Linked DNA regions of Sus scrofa: region 2 is linked to region 1. A link is a contact called in public Hi-C data. All regions are on one chromosome and are shown on one strand. The core of a region is the stretch at or near the end of the contact, and the rest is flanking DNA. Distances in the headings are between cores, read along the strand shown.

What was found. A called contact is a pair of places that touch in the nucleus more often than the background predicts.
Region 2: a Hi-C map of liver shows a contact between it and region 1, with 1.6 times the contacts expected there. The contact joins two enhancer-like sites. A contact is called at or near these places in 3 of 47 Hi-C or Micro-C datasets (liver and skeletal muscle).

What each region holds. Positions count from the first base shown.
Region 1 is chr5:89,796,148-89,799,876 of Sscrofa11.1, forward strand. No RefSeq gene overlaps it. Among named protein-coding and RNA genes, the nearest start is that of NUDT4, 70 kb to the left of the region's middle. Within about 2 kb of position 2,109, at least 3 of the 83 cell types and tissues checked have an H3K27ac peak or open chromatin away from gene starts, as enhancers often do. A contact at or near this core is called in liver, where this site is marked.
Region 2 is chr5:90,071,358-90,075,086 of Sscrofa11.1, forward strand. All of the region lies in intron 1 of LOC102158255 (a long non-coding RNA gene), which reads left to right. Among named protein-coding and RNA genes, the nearest start is that of EEA1, 58 kb to the right of the region's middle. Within about 2 kb of position 1,799, at least 18 of the 83 cell types and tissues checked have an H3K27ac peak or open chromatin away from gene starts, as enhancers often do. A contact at or near this core is called in liver, where this site is marked.

The DNA of each region.
Region 1 (3,729 bases), core at 859-3,358:
TACAATTAACTCGTTCACAAACAACATTTTAGGAATGTGTTTCCCTCAGGGAGGCAGACACCCAGGACCTTGTGTAAGGGGTTAGATAGAGCCTCTGGAATAAGTTAGTTGGTGGGGTCAGAAGAGCCTGGACATTTTCAACCCAGACCAGGGGGCAAGAGTATTGCAGTTACACCCAAGGGAAAAAGATATGCGGGACCTTGACGATGCCTTGATTATACGCTAAGTGGGCTCACTCCCCCTACCTTTGAGTTTCACCTGCATTGAATTAGAAAAAATTTCTCCCCCGGGGTATTTAGGCTTAGAAGTGTGGCCAGGTTTTACATGGGTTTGGTAAACCGGGGCTGGATGGGTGGGCGAGACCAAGGGGTTTGAGAGAGACCGAAAACAGGTTCTTCCATTTAGCCACTTTCTCTAGGTTGTGACCATAGATGTCACATCAGACAGACAGAGGTACATACAAAACTTGCTTTCCCAAGGCCTTCTCTGAAGTCATTATCCTATGGTCGACAGTCGACAAGTCAACATTATATCTGTCTGTGTTTGGCAGCGGCTTGCGAGAAGCAAGCCTTTTCTTCAGAAGCTCCACCCTCTAAGTTCCTACTGTATGTTTTTTAAAATGTTAATTTAAATGATCCTTGTATAGCTGGGCAGAAGGCTGATTTTACTCTTTTAAATGAAGAGTCACATGGTTTTTAACGTTCAACATGAGATGAAGAATTTTCTTCAGGTCATGATCATTTTTTTCTTTCTTCCATTAAATAATCCTTGTAGGGAGTCTCCAGCATGCAAAAAGCATGATAGCTGCATGATCAAAACAACAATTTGACCTTTGAGCTCTGCTCCAAGGAAATACCAACTGATAGACCATTGTCTGTCATGCAGATTTCCACGTGAAGCTCTTCTTTCTCTCTCCACTCTGTCTCTTGGTGTTCATGAAAAAAACCTGATATGCTGGAGTAGCAAGGAGTAAATCTATTAGACCTGTTGAATGAAATGCATTTCCCTTTGCGCCATTGGTTTGGGGGAAGGCATTGTCAGTGCTGCATAGGGGCAGGTAGAGGAGTGGGTAACCGGATTGCTTTCAATTTGGGGCAGAGAAGATGGGATCAGTCTTGTACTGCGTATATGAGGCCACATTGTCTTGACAGTGACATGAAAGCTTACCTCTGAGTAGAAAGTTCCCTGGTGCATCAGTTTTTTTCTTGTTAATAGAACCCTCTTTCTTCAGGAAGTTGCCTTTACTGTCTGTTGAGTCTATATAGACGTTTCCCTGGTGAGAGTTGAATGAGTATGTGATTTACACTTGCAGTAGGCGCTTCCAGACTGCAGCTGGCAATTATGAATGCATTCTCCTGCTCCCAAAAATGCTGGTGGAGAGAAGCCACCTTGGTAAAGGTCATGCCCCTTTCCTAGGAGCAGCCAGGATTCACTGATGGGCTGATGTGGGGGTAGAAACGTCCTTATTTTGGGACATCTCTGCGGGGCCATCCCAGCTCCAGAGCTCCCTGTGAGATCAATGGAGGCCTCTGCTGTGACTGCACTGCAGCTCAGCTTCTGCCTGAATCGGCAGCTTTTGTTTCCACACAGGTGTTGATGCCAAGATCATTCCCTAATAAACTTCCTTCAGGCAGTTCTCCATCTCTGAGCCTGTTTCCCAGGGAACTCAACCTGTAGCAAAACTTTCCCTTAAATAGGGCTTATTTCGCATTGGATTATTGTTAAGGGATAAATTCACATTTTCATTCCAGGAATTGATATGTATTGCTTTGGAGACTTTATTTGTATGGAAATTTTTCATGTATTCAAAAAGGTACCTAAGAATTGAAAATGTTTTGAACTCTATTGGAACAAAATAGCAGTGAGAAAGCTCAATTGGTAACCCTCAAGTTTTTGCCATCAGGTTTAAATTGACTGCCAACCACACAGTTTGGTCACATGGTGGAGGGGGAAGTCTGAGGCCAGGGGTCTTGATGAAAAAGGCCAAAGTTTCAATCTCTGTATTGTTTGGTTTGTTTTCCATTGTTTCCTGGTCTCAACCTGTACTCTAACCTGGCCAGTCCTATCGAGAGTGTTCTCTTGACCTGTCCTTGGAACAGGTGAGAGAGTGTAGATAACCACTGCAAATCTGTCACCATGGTTGGAAAAACAAGCCCTGGCAGTCTCACCATGTATGGTGAGCAGAATATTTATCCAGATGAACTCAGGAGAAGCCAACTTGGGAACTTGCCCCAAAAGGGAATAATAGTAGGTAGGTTTCCACAATTTTTTTTTTTTAAGATAAGTACAATTTTCTATATTTAGTAGCTTGTTTTGCCAACAATGAAGGCTAATGAGTAAGTACAAGGAAAATAGCATTAAAAATGTCTTTGGCTTAAACATTTTGTTAGGTTGTTGATGATTGCAAATTTATCAGAAATTTTGCTCTTTTGAAGAGCAGGCTGAATAATTAGTGAAGATTCAACATAAGTATTGAAATGGGAGCTTGTATCTACTTCACTATTATATGTTATATTATAAAACAATATATATCTATTTATATCTATTTTATATCTGTATGATATATGCACAACGGCCAAGTTCAGAAGAAATGTTTTGCTAAAAGTAAAAACAAATAGAATGGTGGAATTTGAGTATAGAACATTTTTATTAGCCTTTCTCTTAGTGTTTGAATAAATTAATGTTTAAAAGAAGTATCATAGGAAGAATGAAACAGAAGTAAATAAAATAAAAAATAAAAATAATAGGACAGGCAGATCTTTTTTTTTTTTTTTTGTCTTTTTGTCTTTTAGGGCCACACCCGAGGTATATGGAGTTCCCAGGCTAGGGGTCCAATCGGAGATACAGCTGCCAGCCTACACCACAGCCACAGCAACACCAGATCTGAGCCTCGTCTACCACCTACACCACAGCTCTCGGCAATGCCAGATCCTTAACCCATTGAGTTAGGCCAGGGATTGAACCCGAGTCCTCATGGATGCTAGTTGGGTTCATTAACGCTGAGCCACAACGGGAACTCCCAGATCTTGACATTGGAAATAAGAACCTGGTCCAGAGAAGTACTTGGGTGGAAAATAAATTGATGACAAATTCTACTATTGTGCCCAGTCTTGTGTCTGCACTGGGCTTTAACCTGGATTCAGTTGCTTTGGACAGGTACATTGAGCTGGTAGACCTGGTAACCTGCAAGCATCTGTTAGCTTGAGCTGATTTGCTTGGATTGAAAGGGTCTGCTTGGGGAGAAAAAAGGAAAATGAAGGATGGTTTGGTGCCAGTTTCAGATACCAGTCCCTGGCCAAGCCCTGGGGACTCCTGGAAAAAATGGGGCTATTTAAATGAGGGGAGAAAAATGTATATGTGTACCTGTGAGTGGGGAGTGTTGGGGGCCGGCAGAGGTGGGGAGGAAGAGCACACTGGATGCCATGAAGAGGCTGTGAGTGGTGGACTGAATTAGGACCACTTGTGAGCTGCCCTGTTCCTGATGCCCTGCCAGTCCTCGAGGAGGATTTTACTGGGGTCTGGATGCCTGAAAGAGCAGATGCTAGTAGAGTCAATGGAATTTGAGAAACTGCTGTTACTAGTTAACATTTACGAGCATCTACTGTGCCCAGCACTGGTGCTAAACTCTTCATAGTCTTTAGCTCCATGAATACTCCAACAACACTCTAACAAGGGTACTTCTACCCTTTTCCAACGAATGGAGGAAACTGGGGCTTGATGGGGTTAAAT
Region 2 (3,729 bases), core at 549-3,048, 270 kb after region 1:
GGGTAGAGGGCAGGGAGAGGATGATTCAGATGTGAAAGATTAAAGGTAGGGCTTATTAGAAAGGCATGTAAAAAGAAAGGCAGAAAGTAACAGAGCATGGAGAAGTAGCTGAACTATCTGGAACCACATTGCCACCCATTCAGAAAACACTGAGGGTGCTCTGCCATTTGTCAGACAGCGCGAAAACCAGCTGATCCAGCGTGAGGTCATCCAGTGTGGACAGTGAGTCACGTTGCCACGGAGACCATGGTCAGGGAGGCCGAGAGACAGAAAAGATCTCAAAGGTTATTTCGTGAATCACCTGCTCTGCCCTCTTCACATCTAGGCTCCGTGTCTGTATAAATAAATATTTCTAGCCCAGCAATTTACCAACGCCCACAGAAATACCCAATGGACAACACTTCACCTTTCTGTATCCAGAACAAAGCCCCTTATCATCTCTTCAAAAGTCTTGGGCACCACCTCCTTCTCTATCTTGATAGAGATAGTCCTACATCTATGCTGGAAAAGTTTTCTCTATCTTCTGTTTCTCTTTCTCTCCCATGTTTTGGCATCTGGTCGGTTGTCTCTACAGTAACTCTTGCATTCTTCTTCTTTTCCTCTCGCACTGCAGTTACCTTAGTCCGGGCTTGAATTTACTTACTTACTTAGTCTAGAACTTGAGAGCTGGAAGAGACTTCATTTAACAGAGATTCAGAGCTTAAGCGACTTGCCCAAAGTCACAGAAGCCGCTGGTGGGCCAGTCAAGCCAGTAAGATGAGCCTATGGGTAAACCAATGTTTCTTCCAATTCCTGATGTTTGAGGTGCAAAAGATAGTCACACGGAGTAGGTAGCCCTCATAGTCTCGAAAGGCAAGCTCATGATTTTAACTTGTACCCTCAGCAGGTGATTGCCAAATCAGTCCTCCATCCTAGATCTTTTCCTCAACTTCCTATAGCCTGCTGGACATCTTCAACGGAATGTCCTGCCAACAATTAAAACTCGATATATCTAAATAAAAATTCCTCATTTGCCTCCTCTCCACCCTGAAAGGCAGAGTGTAGCAATGAATTAAGAATCAGGATCTAGAGTCTAATCTTATTGCTGCCATTTACTAAATTAGCCCCATGAAGCCTCAGTTTCTTTAGCTATAAAATGGAAAGAACAGCAGTACTTACTCAACAGGACTATTGGGAGAAGTAAGGGACACAGTAATTATACGAAGCATTTAGCATGTGTTCCTGATGTAGTGAATTGCTCAATAATATTAGGAAACGGGCAACATTATCTTCAACTCTTCTTTCTTGCTCCCCAAAACCAATCAGTTGCTGAGTCCCTAGACTCTATGCCTGAAGGATCACTTCCATTCAGCTGCTCCTCTCCTTACTGCCAGGGAAATGAGAGCCTTGGCTGATAATTAGTGGACTTACAAATAATCATACCCTGACTGCCACAAAAATAACTTTCTTCTCCACCCAATTCGTTCCTCCCCTCCCTAGTTTTCTCTTGGAGGACCTGGGTTGCTCAAGCAGAAGTCATATGGATTGTATTTCCTCTGAATAGCTCACCATGTAGCACAGTAATATCTCTGCACCTAATTAAATGAGTCAGGTCAAGTTTTCTGCAAGTTTTCTTCCATCGCAGCACTAACATTCACATTCAGTGTATTGCCTTATGTAACACAATTTCCTGCTTTCAGCCCAAAATAAATAAAAAGGAACCTTGCCAATGAAAAACCAGTTAGCCCAGCCTGCTTTGCTTTGCCCAACCCCACACTCTATGTCAACTGTTCCATTATAGTTTGTCTGTTTACAGGGAAGCTGCCAGTGTCTAAGACGCGAGGCATTCAGACAATTGTTCAGACAATGGATTCACAGTACCTAGAATCCCTGTGACTCAGTTTTCCACAAATGTGCTATTAGGGGAAATGTTCACAGATCAGCAACTGTGGACTTTTGCTGGCCGCACAGACTCTGCTGATGTGCACAATTCCAAACTGCAAGCAGTTTCCCCACTGGAAACAATGAGACTCACAGCATTACACAGTTGGCAGAGAATTTTAGAGATAACTTAATCTACCCCTTTGTTTTGGACACAACCCCGTTTAAACTATTTTGGACAGATAAAATCCATGCTATGTTAATGAATCTTCTTCAATAACTGCTTTCAAATATCCCTCCCCTCCAAATCAGGGAGTAATTCCCTCTGTCTGAAGCAGACAGTATGGTTTGCTAGTCAAGAGCCTCTGCCCACTTTCTCCTGTCTGGTAAAGAGCCAGTTTGAAGGGGTTGCCCATCCCTTCCCTACATGTCTCGGGATTAATTTTTGATCAGTCTGAGCTTGCCAGTGATTGGCTCAGAAGGGGCAGGGGACCCAGTTCTGTGCAATAAAGTGTAACGAGAGCTTAGCAAAAGGGATTTTCTAAGGATATTCTCCTGCTCCTAAAAAAAAACTTATAGGAAAAATAATCCTTATTTTTAGCGAGGCATGATACTAGAGCTGTGGGAGCTCCCTTGCATCCATGAAGGGAGCCAGCCAAAGGCCAAACCAAATAGTGAAAGAAATATAGAAGGACTCTGGATATTTGATGATGTCATTAAGCTGCTGAATCAACCAACCTGCGAGCCAACCTACCCCAGGATTTCTTGTCATGTGAGATAGTAAATTTTCCTTACTGGTATGTACTGGTGACTATAAATTGGTACCTTGGTTGGCCAGATCTTCGTGGGAGATGGACATTCAAATCTCCATATCCAGATAAAAGTCATTCCAGAGAATGGAACAATATTTCCTATGTAAGCATTTAGAAACATGAACGGTAAAGAGTAGACTCTACTTTGATCAAGCGTGCCAAACTGAAATTATTTCTTCTTTGATAGAATTAGTAGATAGTAGATTACATATCAGAGAAAGTCATAGAAATACTTGATTTCAGCACACATCAGATAAAACTGCTTATAATATTTTGGTCAACAAAACAGGAAAATAGTGGAGAAAGATGCAGATACTGAAGAAGCATAAGATGCTAGTGGAAGACTGGTTGGTTGGCAGGTCATGGCATTGTAAGGGTGCCATGACAGACAGCAAGCAGATGTCAGTACAGGCAAGCAGCCAACATGGAGGAGGCTTACAAGTGTCTAATACAAACAGTGGGGCAAATTAAAAGCATGCTGGGAATAGGGTGCAAATAACTGGAAACCTTGGTAAGCAAGGATTGGCATCACAGAAAGATTGACAGGTTACAAGCTTCCAATTTTCGTGTTGGATTTTAGGAGGAAAAAATTATTGTATGGGGACTTTGGGGAAATAAATGAACAGAACCCAAGTTTAATTATTTTTAAAAAGTGGAAGTGCTCTAATCATAGGATAATCGGAGTTAAAAAGCAACTCATCAAGATAGTAATTTAAGAATAGGCCACATGGCAGAAGCTTAGTTGTTATACCTTGGAAGAGAGCCAATACTATACCAGGAGGAAACATGACCCAAATCTGAGTTCTGCAGTTTTAGTCTGGAGACCTTCAGATTCCTAGGATTGTTCCCAGACACACGGGGAGGCCAAGCCCATAGATGGAAATCTCTAGAGCTTCAGCCATAGGGAGAGTAGATAATACAGAGGAAAGGAATCAGGAAAGGCTTAGCCAAACCCTGTTGATTAATTAATGGATTCATATCAGCTTTGTGGAAAATCTCAATTATTTGTCTGAGACCTTTGTCCATGACCCCGACCTATTCAAATATTTTTATTATG